3 separate regions of the Mus musculus genome follow, and regions 1 and 2 are each linked to region 3. Evidence: chromatin contacts called from public ChIA-PET and HiChIP or PLAC-seq data. All regions are on one chromosome and are shown on one strand. Each heading gives the region's core, a stretch centred on a gene start, on an enhancer-like site or on the middle of the called end of the contact. The rest is flanking DNA. Distances are from core to core; before and after follow the strand shown. Region 1 overlaps Rab22a (RAB22A, member RAS oncogene family). Region 2 has its middle 54 kb from the start of Vapb. Region 3 holds the start of Atp5e (ATP synthase, H+ transporting, mitochondrial F1 complex, epsilon subunit).

What was found. ChIA-PET counts read pairs in DNA pulled down with a chosen protein or histone mark. HiChIP or PLAC-seq counts read pairs in DNA pulled down with a chosen protein or histone mark.
Region 1: an RNA polymerase II ChIA-PET map of memory CD8 T cells shows a contact between it and region 3, with 6 read pairs. The contact joins the enhancer-like site here to the promoter of Atp5e in region 3. A contact is called at or near these places in 1 of 39 promoter capture datasets (liver), 12 of 484 Hi-C or Micro-C datasets (CD4 T cells, the G1E-ER4 cell line, LSK cells and 7 more), 5 of 115 datasets of contacts at active chromatin or transcription factors (bone marrow-derived macrophages, embryonic stem cells, memory CD8 T cells and 2 more) and 2 of 9 other capture datasets (liver and macrophages).
Region 2: a FOXA1 HiChIP or PLAC-seq map of pancreatic cancer cells shows a contact between it and region 3. The contact joins the enhancer-like site here to the promoter of Atp5e in region 3. A contact is called at or near these places in 3 of 39 promoter capture datasets (cranial neural crest and embryonic stem cells), 2 of 115 datasets of contacts at active chromatin or transcription factors (embryonic stem cells and pancreatic cancer cells) and 1 of 9 other capture datasets (embryonic stem cells).

Annotation. Positions count from the first base shown.
Region 1 is chr2:173,677,454-173,682,246 of GRCm38.p6, reverse strand. The region is part of intron 2 of Rab22a (RAB22A, member RAS oncogene family); the gene reads right to left. Among named protein-coding and RNA genes, the nearest start is that of Rab22a, 20 kb to the right of the region's middle. Within about 2 kb of position 2,871, at least 61 of the 459 cell types and tissues checked have an H3K27ac peak or open chromatin away from gene starts, as enhancers often do. A contact at or near this core is called in Th1 cells, bone marrow-derived macrophages, macrophages and 2 more, where this site is marked.
Region 2 is chr2:173,788,935-173,793,792 of GRCm38.p6, reverse strand. It overlaps the pseudogene Gm14371. Among named protein-coding and RNA genes, the nearest start is that of Vapb, 54 kb to the right of the region's middle. Within about 2 kb of position 3,367, at least 109 of the 459 cell types and tissues checked have an H3K27ac peak or open chromatin away from gene starts, as enhancers often do. A contact at or near this core is called in pancreatic cancer cells, where this site is marked.
Region 3 is chr2:174,461,660-174,466,490 of GRCm38.p6, reverse strand. Atp5e (ATP synthase, H+ transporting, mitochondrial F1 complex, epsilon subunit) reads left to right here and starts at 2,390. Exons shown (of 3, transcript NM_025983.3): 1 at 2,390-2,526; 2 at 3,862-3,991. The coding sequence starts at 2,495. The coding sequence ends at 3,988. It overlaps Prelid3b (PRELI domain containing 3B), which reads left to right. Exons shown (of 6, transcript NM_025531.2): 6 at 555-1,400. The coding sequence ends at 677.

The DNA of each region.
Region 1 (4,793 bases), core at 1,622-4,121, 780 kb after region 3:
TTCAGCTCCCAACCACCTGTAAGTCTAGTTCCAGGGCTGAACTCCACCATGTGAAATACCTAAGTTCAGGTAAGCACAAACATCCAGGATCCTGGACAAAGATGGATAAAGCCTGATAGGTGGAGGTGGAAGAAAGGGGCAGTTGGCTGTGACTGGTCAAAGGGCGGGCATGGTCTCAGCTTGTCTGAGGCAGCTTTTCAGGTGCTTGGGCACACATGCCATGATGGTATTTCAGCTGTTTCCAAATTGTAATGCAGTCCTCTGGCTACGGAACAGGTAATAAACAACTGATATGCTTCAGTTTATCAGTTTCTTCAGAAGCATCACAAGTTTATATGAGCATAGCAGACGCTCAGAACCTGCTTTCCTCTTCTGTGATCCTCCACACCGATGCTTTCACTCCACACCACACTACCTCACCTGAAAGAGTACGATCTGTATTTTCTTTTTAATTCTCTAAATTAATTTTTATTATCTCTGATGGTGAATTGGGAAAAAGAACTCGGAACTTAGAATGCAAGGGAAGGGGAGAACAAAGAGGAATAAGTGGCCGTGGGGCTTAGAGGGAGGGAGGTTAAACAGAGTTTCCTGCACTTCAAAATTGTGCTGACTGCCAATGACTTTTTTTTTTTTTAAAAACATATTTGCTTTTATTTATAAAATAAAGTAGTTACATTATTTCCCCCAACTTTCATGTACTCTTCCATGGTATCATTCTTTCTCAAATTTTTTTTCTTTTCTTTTTTATTAATATTTTTTATTATATATTTTCCTCAATTTCATTTCCAACGCTATCCCAAAAGTCCCCCATACCCCCCCCCCCACTTCCCTACCCACTCATTCCCATTTTTTTTTGGCCCTGGCGTTCCCCTTTACTGGGGCATATACAGTTTGCGTGTCCAATGGGCCTATCTTTCCAGTGATGGCCGACTAGGCCATCTTTTGATACATATGCAGCTAGAGTCAAGAGCTCCGGGGTACTGGTTAGTTCATAATGTTGTTCCACCTATAGGGTTGCAGATCCCTTTAGCTCCTTGGGTACTTTCTCTAGCTCCTCCATTGGGAGCCCTGTGATCCATCCAATAGCTGACTGTGAGCATCCACTTCTGTGTTTGCTAGGCCCCGGCATAGTCTCACAAGAGACAGCTACATCTGGGTCCTTTCGATAAAATCTTGCTAGTGTATGCAATGGTGTCAGCGTTTGGAAGCTGATTATGGGGTGGATCCCTGGATATGGCAGTCTCTAGATGGTCCATCCTTTCGTCTCAGCTCCAAACTTTGTTTCTGTAACTCCTTCCATGGGTGTTTTGTTCCCAATTCTAAGGAGGGGCATCGATCTGTATTTTCAAGCTGTTTCACTGCACTTTATACAATAATTAACAGTGTTAATGATGTGTTTATAAAAAGATAAAGAGAGAGGGGATATATTCTCTGGGGGTGTAGTCAGACGTGGGGTAAGGGGAGGCCTCAGCAGGCCCATGCTAAGGCATCCATTCCCCCTGAGGAACCAGTCACACGCCAGTATAGTATAGAATAAGAGTTTATTCAGGGCATTGGGAGGGGAGTTAAGAGGGTAGTAGAGTCAGAGAAAGGCAGAGAGCATGTGGAGAGAGAAGGGGGAAGGGGGGGGGGGGGAGGAAGGGAGCAAGAGCCCAAAAGAGCAAGAAAGGAACAAGAGATGGGGGAAGAGACACAGCAAGCAGTCCCCTTTATAGTGTGGGTCAGGCCTACCTGGCTGTTGCCAGGTAACTATGGGGGTGGAGTTTAGACAGAATGCTAACAGTCTAGGGAGCTCTCTGTAGGACAGAACCCTGGAAGTACAGTTGCTGGGCAAGACTGAAGGAGACAATCGCTGCACACAGGGTGAGAAGCAAACCTTCAAGGGAGTTTCCCAGCTTGGCTGATTAATTTTGATGCCATGTGCCATGAGATGAGTCAACTGACCTTCCTTTACCTCAACCATCTTGTGAAAGTGAGGAATAACTTCCCAGGTGTTTCCCAGAGGTTCATGTATTTAAAGCTTTGGCACCAGTATGACCTCACTGGGATGTGCACTGAACCTTTTGACAGGTAAAAAGGGGTTGAGGGTCCCTCACTTTTCATTTACTGTTTAGCCATGAGGTCCCGGAGCCTACCCTGCTGCACTCTCTCAGGATGCTGTGCTGCACAGGACAGAAGCAACACACAAGAGGGTCAACTGAGCATCCAGTGCAGCCTCCAAAACGATAAGCTAAAAGAACCACCCTTGCCTTTTGTAAATTAATTATCTCAGCAATTTTGTTATAGAGACAGAAAAAAAATGCCATTTTCTGTCCCTATAAAGATGGAGCTTTACAAAAACTGTAATCTATTGAGGTATAGTCTTGGTTAGCCTTGGGTATAAACTTGACACAGCACAGAAAAGTCTAAGTGAGAGTGAGGTCTTGAGTGAATATATATATATATATAATATACATATATATATTATATATATATAAGCCATCCCATCATCCTTAGGCAGTTAGAGCTGGGGTGTGAGAACACTGCAGAGGGGCTGAAAACATGCTCAGCTGTTGACAACCATCTCTCTTTTTTTTTTTTCTTTATTTACATTTCTTTCTTTTTTTTTTCCTTTTCCATCTCTTGTTCTTTCACAGCACCCTAGCTCAGTTCCTAATATTCCCAACAAGTGTAACTTTAGCTCCAGGGGCTGGGATACCTTTTTCTGGTCTCCATAGGCATACCCCACAGAAAGATACATGCACACACACACACGCACTAAAAATAAACAATCTTAAAAAAAATGAAAACAAAACTGAAACTCTGAGCATGAGCCTGTGAACAAGGCAGAGAGAGGGTGAGGCAGTCAGTAACGCTCCCCTCCCCCATGGCTCCTGTCCCTCAGTGATGAGCTGTCATCCGATGTAGCTGAAACTCTTTCTTCCCCAAGTTGTTTTCAGTCAGAGTGGTTTATCACAGCAGTAAATGAAATGAGAACAGGTGGAGTTGATGTACAATAAAATGTAGTATAATATTTTCAGGCCAATGAATTTTAAAACTTCATAGTCTCATGTAACTATCACCCAAAATAATATAGTCACAACATTTTCCAGTCCTAGAAATCTTCCTCATGTACATTTCCAGTTCATTTTTGCCACTAAACTGATGATGGAGTGAGTGTGATCCTGAGGAACTGAGTGTGAATACATAGCACCTTGTAGAAAACTGTGTGGTAGGCCATGTCTGTAACCCAGCAACCCAGCACTGAGGAGAGGACTAAGCGCACTGGCCAGCCAGTCTACCAAGACTGCTGAGCTTCACGGTCCAAGGGAGACTTTGTTTCAGAAGATAAGGTGGAAAGACATTGAAGAAAACTTGGATGTTGACCCCTGGTTTTCACATGCTGAAGCACACATATGCATGTTTCTGGTGCTACTCTTATGACCAGGCTTAGCAATGCTTGTATGTGTGCTATATACTGAGTAATGATATCCTCCTTTTAGACCTCAATCATGTGATAACCCTTCAGTCTCCAAGCCTGGACTTTGTCCCCATTAGAGCTGTTAGACTGGATTTTCACACTTGGAGAACAGGGTCTTCATCCCTATTCAACAGGAAGATTCAGAAAATGTAGGATTAAGGGACTGCAAAGTGGGTGTGGTGGTTCACACATATAATTCTAGTAGCTGGGAAGCTGGGGCAGGGGGAATCACTGCATGTCTGAGGCAAGCCTGGACTACATAGTGAGTAGTAAGTCAACCTGGGTTATAGAGTTTGACCATGTCTAAAAAATAAGAACAAACCTTCAAAGGGATGATCTAAGTCTCAAAAAGAAAAATTGAGTCTGAGCAGAAAGATGGGAAGAAGTTAAGAGGAGCCCCTCACATCTGCTGCTGGAAGAGCTCTTTAGCAAGATTATAAACTGTGTTTACAGTCAAAATAGGTTTTGGATTGTGACCTAAGCATAACAAAGCTCCCTTTGACTATGTTTTTATCTAAAGGCCTGGGAACCTGTGCCATACATTCTGTAAACCACTTTCAAGTCTTGCAGCCAATAGCAGGAATAAGTGAACATTTCTACCCCATCTTTTACATCTTTGAATAGTGTAAGTAGATGTGACTTCAAAAGCTACCAAATTCACATAAAGAGCAACTAAGACATGGAGTTGCTGCTCTGCAGAGAGGCTGGTGGCTGTTCTGCGGTGTGCAGTACCATCCTCCTTTTACATGTCCAATATTCACTCTTAATGCTGTGTTTACACCTATGTTTTAATAATGTACTTAATAATATTTAATAAACCTCAAGTCTGCTTCAAAAACAAAACAAAAACAACAAAACAAAACAAAACAAAAAACCAAACTAACCAAGCAACAACAAAACAGAAGAGGGCTTAGTGAAAAGGCTTCCTGGGTAAAGATGCTGGCCGGCAAGCCTAAAAATTTGGTTTTCTCTGCAGGACCCACACAGAAACTTTAAATTGTCCTCTGACCTCCATATATGTGCTGTGGCATAGGCACTCCCCACACAAAAATAAGTAAAGGTATTTAAAAAAAAATTAAAAGGTACTAGATATGATGTGGTGACTGGAATCTTGGAGACAGCAGACCAAAGGACCAAATGCATTGAAGACAAATAAGTGGAAATTGTATAAGCCTTAGAGGAAAAGTAAAGAGATGAGAAAAGGAGACGTCCGGAGCCTCCTTGGCTTACTGAGCACGTTGCACACACAGAACTCCCATATCACACACGAGACAAAAAAAATGGGGCAGGAACAAAACAAACAAACAAAACTTCTAAAATCACTGTAAGTAAT
Region 2 (4,858 bases), core at 2,118-4,617, 670 kb after region 3:
CCAAGCCAAGCAGCTGTGGTGGCCCAGGGTTCTGGTCAGTAAATACTGAGAGGGATGTCACAGCCACCAACGGGTGCCTGCCCTTGGGCATCAGGCTCCCACATGTAGAGTATGAGCTGTTCAAAACGGAACAAGACCCCCATGGGCAGAGCCTGCTCTTCATTGGACAGAGGCCCACAGATGGATCCAGTCCTGACACTCCTGAGAAACGTCCTATCTCCTTCCAGCCCCACCCCCCTCTGCAAGAGGCAGGCCCAAGAAGCCCCCAGACCCTCACAGCAGGCCTCCAATGCAGAAGCTCTCTATTGGGTGGGCACCGTATCTTCCTGTCATCTCTCTCCCCATGCTACTCCTGACTCAAGGACTGGCCCTCTTTGAATGGCTATGACATCAGCCTTTAACTTCCGGGTGGCCCCTTGAACACTGTATGGCTCTCCTACAAACACCCACCTGGCTCTGTATTGTCACCACATTACAGGGGAAGGTCAGCCCTTCTCCGTTGCTCTATCTTGGATGGACACATACGACCCTGCCACTTCTAGTCTAGCCTGTATTCAGGGGTACAGACCACAGACCTGGATATGGCTGCAAAACGTGGTTTCTAAAACCCTACTGCTAGTTTTAATCCTGTCGCTGAGGTTGGTGTCAGTCTACCGGCCCTTCGTCACCTTGGGTATTGAGACAGAGAGAACATTGTCTGATGGTGCCCAAGGTGCTTCCTTCCGCTTGGCCAGGTTCTGGGTTGCGGTGTAGAGATCATTAATTTGAATTTAGCAATACAAACTCAAGCCAGGGCATGAATTAAAGATGCAGCTTGGGGCTTTCAGTGCTTCTCAGCTCTCTGGTAAAGGCCTTGTCTCTCTGGGGCCAGCCGGCTTTCTTGAGTTCTGCCTGTTGGCATCTTTGGGCATCTGCCTTTGCTTCTGTAAGTCAGACCTCAAGCTGGCAACACAGCACACGGATAAATCCGGTCCTCAAGGGCCACAGAGCATGGAAAGAGGGCTTGATCTGAGCTGAGACCTTGGCCTCTCCCCGCAGGCTGCGGCCTCTAAGTCTCCCTCGCCCACGCCTAGCGCCTGCAAGCTTAGGGCTAGCCAAGCGGGGGCATAGTCCACGGAGGAAAGTGCATCTCTGCCTTTGGAAACTAATTAATACTAATGATAGCTGCAGCACAATGTGCTCTGTAATTAGCCCTGCATCTTCTTCCAGAATCTGCTGCTGTCAACAGACGGGGAGGAACACAGCAAGCATCTTCGGGACTGCCCCAGGGGGAGGTCAGGGCCATGAGGCTGCATAGCAACATCTGGAGGCAGGACCCAGCAAGCCTGACCCCCCCAATGTCCCCACACCGCGATGCTAATATAGCGGGTTCTCATCCGCTCAGGGGTGCTGTCATCACGGTGGGGACCCTGCTCATAGGCCTAGGTGTCCGTCATCTGCACACTGCGAGATTAACTGGTGTCCTAGTGGGCTCAAGGGTTTTCAGGGCTGTGAGACACTTGTCCCCAGCTCCTTCTGCCTCCTCCCACCCGTGTCTCTTATCACAGATCTTGAACAATCCTATATGAGGCTAATGATGCATGCAGAGGAAAGCCCTTGGCCTCTCCGAGACAGTGTGTGGTTCAATCAGGCCAAGGAGACTGCTCTAACTTATTATCCATTCTTCTCTGGGAGAGGGGAGGGGGGAAGGCACCAAGTTAATATTCTCTGTGGGTCTCAGACAGCTACGAGTGTTCCTGGCATATTTACCAAAGTACAAGAAATAATTAGATTATTTACAGTCCTGGACTACATGGCAGTAGGGAGGGAGGTTAGCCCTGTGGGGATGACAGTAGGTGTCGAGGACACAGCCATGGCTGAGCGAGCCTCTGAGGCTTGAAGCAACCATGCCAACGTTCATCATCAAATTTAAATCTTTTAATAAAGTTAAACAGCCTGAAAAATGTTCTCACTGGTTATTAAAGTCAACCAACGGGACTATAGTTCCAAAGAAAAGACATGTGGGAGAGAGGAGAGAGGAACAAAGCAGGGGTGAAGCCCAGCCTGCTGCGTACTCCCAATACCCCCTCCCTCATCCCTCCATTGTGCCTCCTATACGGAGCACCGAAGCTCTGGCTGTCTGCAGCAGCGTCCAGCCAAGGCTCCCTACACCCCAGATGTGTCTGCCTCTCTGTTTCTTGATTGCAGAAGGGGGCTGGCTGGGGATCTCTGCCACATGTCCTCCCTCGGCACTTTCATTCAAGTCTCAGACTGAATACTATCTCCTCAAGAAGACTAGCATTAGTGCCTCCCCCCAAAACATCACCCCCCCCCCTCTCTTCCACCCACCATGGCCACATGTTGATCAGTGTTAGAAGGGCTTTTAATTCATTCATGTCTATCTTCTAGACAATGTAACCCCATCTCAGCATCTTCCCGGTGGGCTCAGAAATGCCTGGGGCCGGGTGGAAAGGGCCTGAGAACATAGGTGACTCTTGAGGATACAGGGACTGGTGAAAGCCAAAGGCCACTTGTGGCCTCCCTGGTGGGAAAGACTGAAGCAGTTTCTCTGTAGCTTCCATATGGAGACATGTGGGCACAGAGAGGGGCTTGGCACAGGGCTTCACAGTAAGCAGAGGCTTGGGTCAGCTAGATCCCGGCTGGGGACAGAGGTCAGGGCGTTCTAGGAGGAATGTGGGGGCTTCTTGCTGTAACAGGGAAGGTCATTTGGAATGGCTCAGCAGGTCCTGTGCTACCTGGTTACATACGCTAAATCAGAGGGTGCTTCCGGGCTGGGCTTCGTTCGCTATGCCCACTATGGAGAGAGCTGACAGAAGAAAGCCTCTTTTAGTGAGGAGAGAAGTGGTGGGCAGAGGCCAGGGCCTCGAAACCCCCAGGCCTTGCCACCCTGGCAGAGAGAGAGACCCAGAAGCATTCTCCTTGGCAGAAGGGAAGAGCCTAGTCTCGGCTGTGAAAAAACAAAACAAAATTAATGTTCTCCACTGTGTGTGCAGTCACGTTGACAGGGAGGCAAAGCCCGTGCGGTTGATAATTTCACAGTGCAAGTCCCAGGAGAGCAAAAGAGCTTTTTTTCTTTTTAATAAAAAGTTTAGATTGTACACAGCTCTCGGAGGCCCGTTAGCTACCAGACTCTGCCTAGCAGAGGCCGTTGTTTCTTTGCTTTTCTCTAAGCGAATGTGTTTAATCTCCCAGCGGTACCACCGAGCAAAGAAGCAGTGTGTGTGTGTGTGTGTGTGTGTGTGTGTGTGTGTGTGTGTGTGTGTGTGTGTGTGTGTGCTGCTGACGCTCGCTCGGCCTCTCCGTGTGTCCTCTCCTGGGAGCCAGGGTGACTCAGGCTCTGGCTGGAGCCTCTGACGCAGGTGGAATTGCATTAGGGCCCTGGCAGGGGCTGGTGCAGGGCCATTAGTCACTGATGAGGGCTGGGGGCAGGGGTTGTTCCCACTTACAGAGGTGGGCTTCGGGTGGCAGCCGTCCACCTCCCGTCTGCTCAGAGCTAGTCACCTGAAGAGATGGAAGACCCACTTCCACAAAGGGCAGAAATCATCCGTCCACACTGGAGGACTCTCCTATAGTCCAGGCAGCCCCCTCCTCCATGCCAGCCATTCTGTGGTCATCTCTGTTTTCTCACAGAGCTCAGCCCACTCCTTCCGGCTCCTTCAGCCCCTGCTCAGCTGGGTTGTCGCCCCCTACATCTCCATCACACATTTATCAACAACATCCTGTTTATTCACTTGGATCTCCAGAACAGCAGACCTCCTGTCAGGGCCCCTGCTGGGCCTCCCGCTTGCAGTGTCACCTGGCCCTGCAGGCGGGAGCTTACCAAACACTGGCTGAATGGGTAAATGCCGCCCGCATCCTGTCTGGAGGCTCAGGATGGGCTATTAAGTATCTACAAGGCACACACTGGCTTTAAGCACTCTCCATACTGCTTTTTCAGAAAGAATGGACGGAGCCAAACGCAGACATAAGACCTGGAGGACACTTGGCTCTCTTGGGGTAGTTGGTTTTAGAGCATCGAGGGTAACTCCTGTCTCAGATCAGGAGGCCACGGGACCTGACACTGTCCCAGGCACCCCAAGGGACCGAGAGGTCCTGAACCCCTTGAAAGAGCCATAGGTCGGTCAAGCCTCCTGCCCTGGCCCTGAAGGCCTGCCCCACAGCAGGTGACTGGCAGAGGGCTCTAGGCCATCCAGCCCCCAATTAGAAAACCAACAACACTGTGCAGACTTGTTGAGGGGGGCCTCCTCCCAGTGTGTTGCCCTTCCTAGGGGGCATTTAATAATTGATATCTTAGTCCTGGGGTACCTTTTAAATCTCTTAGACTAAGGGGAGAAGTAACAAGCAAAGGAGGTCTTGTTTGTTAAAAGAAATGCAAGACACCTCAGGAGGGAGTCCGGCTTTCAGACTCTGAGCTGAAGAGGGTCAGGGCTCTGTTCCTCTCCCTCCACTTCCTTCAGAAGTTCTAGGCTAAGTAGAAAGGGAGAAGAGAATGTGGCCAGCAAGATGGGAGTGAGACTGAGGCTGGGATGGATAGGTAGTAGCTCCTCCCTGACAGTAGGCCTTGGAGAGCTGAATTCGTAGGTGGTCAGGATAAGGCTCAGAAGCAAGCTCATGTGTCACAGGTCTGGGCTTAGAGAACTGGCTGCCTGGCCAGCTTACAACAACAGAAGAGCAGAAGGGCTGGGCACAGGGCATCTTTGCAGTGCTTCTAAGTGTGTAAATTAAGGAGTTGTGTCCAGCTAGAGCCAGAGAAGAACCAAACATTCAACCCCTTGGAGTCAGCGACAACCAGGAGCAGAATTATCATACTGAGAATGATATGGGCTGTGAATCGAACCCTAGTGTTAGATAGCGCACA
Region 3 (4,831 bases), core at 1,141-3,640:
GCAAAAGTAAAGGCAGGCCCGAGGGTTAATGAAGGTTTGCTAATTGATGTTTTTTGCCAAGTGTTAAGAAGGAGGGAAGGACTTGGTGCAAGCAGTATCCAGAAAGAACATTCGAGTGGGGGCTGCCCCTTCATTCCTCAAGAAACTGTAGAGCCACGGGAAGGAAGAGGGCGAGTTGGGGGGGGGGGGGGGTTAAAGACCAGATTCCAAGGTGTGTGTATGATTGATTTACAGTGTTGATATAAAAAGAAAAGGGGCGTGACCAAGCTAACCAGTCAGTCAGCAAGACACCCTGCCACTCAATTGTACGATTCTGAGAACATCTTCTGTATACAAAATAAAATTTGTTTCTGGATCAAGCCAATTGCTCAAGGCATTTGGTATTTGGTAAATAATAACTGAAAAGAGAAAGACAGCGAGGACAAGAGATCTGTCCCTGTGGTTTAGTTAGCCTGTAACACACACACACACACACACACACACACACACACACACACACCAAACGTGGTCACACCTTCACTGTTGCTAACAATAAATGCGTTGCACTTTTTAAGGGCCGAGAAGCAATGGAGTGGGTGATACATAAACTGAACGCTGAGATTGAGGAATTGGCAGCATCAGCAAGAGGAAGCATAAGGACACCAATGGCGGCAGCGGCAGCACTGGTGGACAAATGACAATGGAAATTGGTGTGCAGCATCAGGGCTCCAGGACTCTCAAGCTGGCATCATATTATTTGTTATTTAAAAGACACAATTATTTTAGGTAGATCTTTTTTTTTAATGAGGTGGGGTAAGGCTGTGACTTTTGATCTAAACAAAAGATCCAGAACCTCTAAATCAGAGGGATCATCTGAGGGGAGGATGTAAGACTGGGAGAGGCTGTGTTCATGTGAACAGTTAACGGGTTTGTTTGCTGTTGTTGTTGTTGTTGTTTAAGTACTTAGAAGAAATTGGTGTTGATCTGGAGTCTCTTAAAGCTCCAGGTACTGGAACACTACCTGGCTGCGGACCAACCAGAGCAGAGCCCAGCCGCCCTCCTGTCCACAGCTGCCCGCTGCTGTGAACCAGAACTGCCTGCATGAGGGACTCACTCTACAAAGAGAACCTGTAAAATTTAAATGACATTAATTTATATAAAATAACCTGCCCTGCTGGAAACCAGTGTTTGGATTTGGTACTTTTAAATGATATTTTTGGAGTGAAAATTAACAGTAAGGTAATATATGACTCCAGCAAAAATAGTATTTTATTGTATTAACGGGTACTATAATAATTTGCCAAATTTTGTGACTTAGTAAAGGCATTCCCTTCCTTGAATTTGTACTTTGTGATTTCGCATGCTGTACTGTGGGCTGGTTATGTTAACCGAAAAAATAAAGTCATTACCTGAGTGTCTCATCACTCTTAACAGAACACTGAGACAGAAGAGCAGCTCTTCCCATCTCTGAGCACTTCACATTGACTTATAAATGTCATGGGTTTGTAGTTGCTAAGACATGGTATGTCAGGTTATCGGAATATGAGTACTTCTTGAGGCAGTTAAGACCACAAAACAGCTTTATTACATGAAGAGCTGTCCATCATTTGAGACAACACATGTCACCTAGGACCCAGATCTTCTCACCTTAACTCAGGGCATTAGATGAGAAGAGCCTGGAGGAACACCATGGTCTGAGGGAAGTCCTAGAAGATTGCGCCCCGTGGGGACTCAGGATGGCTGCAAAACAGCCACAGAGATTGTCTAAGTGGTGTTGGCTTTGATGTGTACAGTTTTGCCTGGGTGACTGGTGACTGCCTTTTGCCTTTTATGGGGTGGGTTTTCCTGAAGAGACCAGTTAGCATGCATACAAAACCACAACTTCAAGTTCTTAGCTTCCTACTTTAAAGGATTACTCAGTTTAATAATTCTTTGGACATTTGTAAAAGATTTTTAAAAAGTAAAGGAAAAATCGTTTGACAAGTGGAATGAATGTTCCAGCTAAACAGAGCACTACTTAACATTGTTGGACAAAGTGTCAGGTACGGTTTCTAGGAGTTACACCTGTTCTGGAAGGGTCTGATGCCCTGATGATGTTTTTTTAAGTATATACATTTCCACTTTGCAATGTGGTTCCATCGTGAATTCTGCCTGAGTACAAATGGAATCCTGGGCATGGGTACATGCAGACAGGAACATTAGCTGTCACTCAGAGCGGGCTCGAGGAGGCCCCGCCCCCTGCCCGCAGCACCTGGAAGGTGACCGGCATGCAGCGGCCTCGCTTTCCCAGGTGTCTCTACGGCCACAGCTTCCGGTAGCCGCTCGGCCAATGGGCAAGGCGCGACCGGCGCTCCTATTGGCTCCTGGTTGGCAAGGGCGGGATGAGGCGCTGACTGGCAGGTCCGCGTACCCCACCCCTTCCGCTACTCAGGCCTGACCTTCCTGCTGCCGGGCCGGTTTGAGGCTACTCTGAAGCGACCCAGCGGTTCTGCCCGACGCGCCCGCTCGAGACACCATGGTGGCGTACTGGCGACAGGCTGGACTCAGGTACGCCCAGAAAGCGTTGGGAAGGCCTGGCCGGCCGTCACCAGGCCGTACGAGACGGCCAAGCCACGCGGCCACCCTCCAAGATGGCGTCGCCGTGGACAAGGCTCTTCGCGGGGTCATGGGGTCAGGGACCCTAAACAGAGGTGGCTGCTCCTCGGGAGAGGTAGCCTACAGTACCTGCATGATCGCTGTGACGGCCAAGTGCACAGCACCCTTGACCTGGCCACGCTGACACTGACCTTGCTCACCTGCGCAGAGGGAGGGGCGCACAAGTTCATTTTCAAGTGTGACCTTAGTGACCTTTTCCCAGTAGTGAAAAAAGGTGAAAGCCCTCTAACCTGTGGAGCGCCCTGCAGGGGCCCCGTGATGGGTGCGAGCTGTGGGCCTAGGAGTGGTGGTGCATGGTTTCCTTGCTCCAGGGAGTGCATCTTGTTAGTGTGCTGGGTGGAGGAACACCTTTCTGGGTATCAGGCTGAAGGCCCAGTGCCCCGACAGAGTTCAAGCAAAGTTGTGTAGAACAAAAGGACGGTAGGCTCACAGTTGATGCCTCTTATTAAACTATCTCCCATGGCGTCCATCACCTTATTTTCCTGCGCCCAGCCGCTTGAAGGACAGCTATTATTTTTACCCCGGTGCTTTGCAGGTTAAACCCTTTGCTCCTGAGCTCCCCAAACAGATTTAAAGCAGGAGAAACAGCCAGCCACTCCTCCATCTCTGGTTTCAAAAAGTGTGAAAAGTGCTATCTTCTGGGATAATAGTGTTGACAGGTGAATCCATCTACCTAACAGGAAGTTTCCTCTGAGCTCTGTTTGCTACTGGTGATGTTCTCTGAGAAGTTTGGAAACCTTGGTTAGGAAGTGTTTTCACGATAGACAAGAGCAAAAATCCAATATTTTCAGCAGTGCCTTTAATAGTTGACCATGAAAAGCACTCTTTTAATTCAAAATAGCTTTCCTAATTGTGTGTGTGTGTGTGTGTGTGTTGTAGGAATAATATAATTAAAGCAATTAAATACAGAAATGGGCTGGGGAATCTTTCCTACATTGTGGGACTTAAAAAAGCAAACAAACCAACCAACCCTTATTTTAAATTACTAAGTCCTGAAAAGATACACTGCCAAGAATTGTGACCTCCCAGCCAAGTACCAGCTGATCTGGGGGGCACAGTTCCGATTGTTTCCTTTGAATAGATCCTGTTTGATATTGCCCAGTTTTCAGTCCAATTTTACCTTAGTAATCAACCAAAATTATGGAAAGAAAACCAGGGTATCACACCTCATGACACCGCCATTCCAGCTGTTGGTAACCAGCCTCGTATCCTCTCTCACTTTGCCAGCTACATCCGGTTTTCCCAGATCTGTGCAAAAGCAGTGAGGGATGCCCTGAAGACCGAGTTCAAAGCGAACGCTGAGAAGACTTCGGGCAGCAGCATAAAAATTGTGAAAGTCTCGAAGAAGGAGTAGCTGGTGAGTGAGTCACTGGTTTCCTCACAAGTTGCCTCTTAAAGTTTTTAAAGTGCCATAAAGCCAAACCCAAAAACTTTAGTTTGAGCGTCTGCCTCTCGGTGGGCGGTGGGCTTGGATGATGCCGGATACTGGGGTGATCATTCCAAGTGTGCAGGTTGTAGAGGTCGCCTGGCATGAGGGAGGGGAGCCCTGTACAGCCCCGGCAAACAGTAATTGGCAAATTGATTTTTCAGTGCAGTTAGCAACCCTGAGATAGAAAGCCATCTTATTTTAATTAAACCTGGTTCATTTATCTGCACAAAATCAAGTAATTGGGAGGATGCCCCCCCCCCCTTATAATTGCTATTGGAGTTATGTAACGGTCTGGAACATGAGGCATGGACGGCAGTACTTCGAATGGTCCTCCCCATAGCTGCTGGTGTCTCACGCATCCCTTCTCCCAGCATCCGGGCAGGAAGGCTCATAACCCCAGGCAAGTCCTGCTCTGCTGAGCTCCCTGTGTGCTCAGGGAGGCTGGCTCAGTTTCCCTGTGCGGAGGTGTTGGGGTGTAAGAAGTTGCCAGGACAAGGTGGTCCAGTGAATTCAGATGCACTTCTCCAGACTGATTCTATCTCCCCACTACTGTGTTTGCATGGTTACTTCAAAAATAAGCCCCTCAAGTTATCAGAGAGACGTTCCTCGGCTTTCATTTTCTGTGCTTTTGAAAAGTGTCAGCTCTGCAGTAGCACAGTCCGTGACACCTGTGCTCCAAGCCTGACTGAAACTCTCCTCTAAGCACTTTTTAGCTTCATCTCGAATGAACAGACATCATACTCTGAACCAGGAGATGCAGGGTTTTAA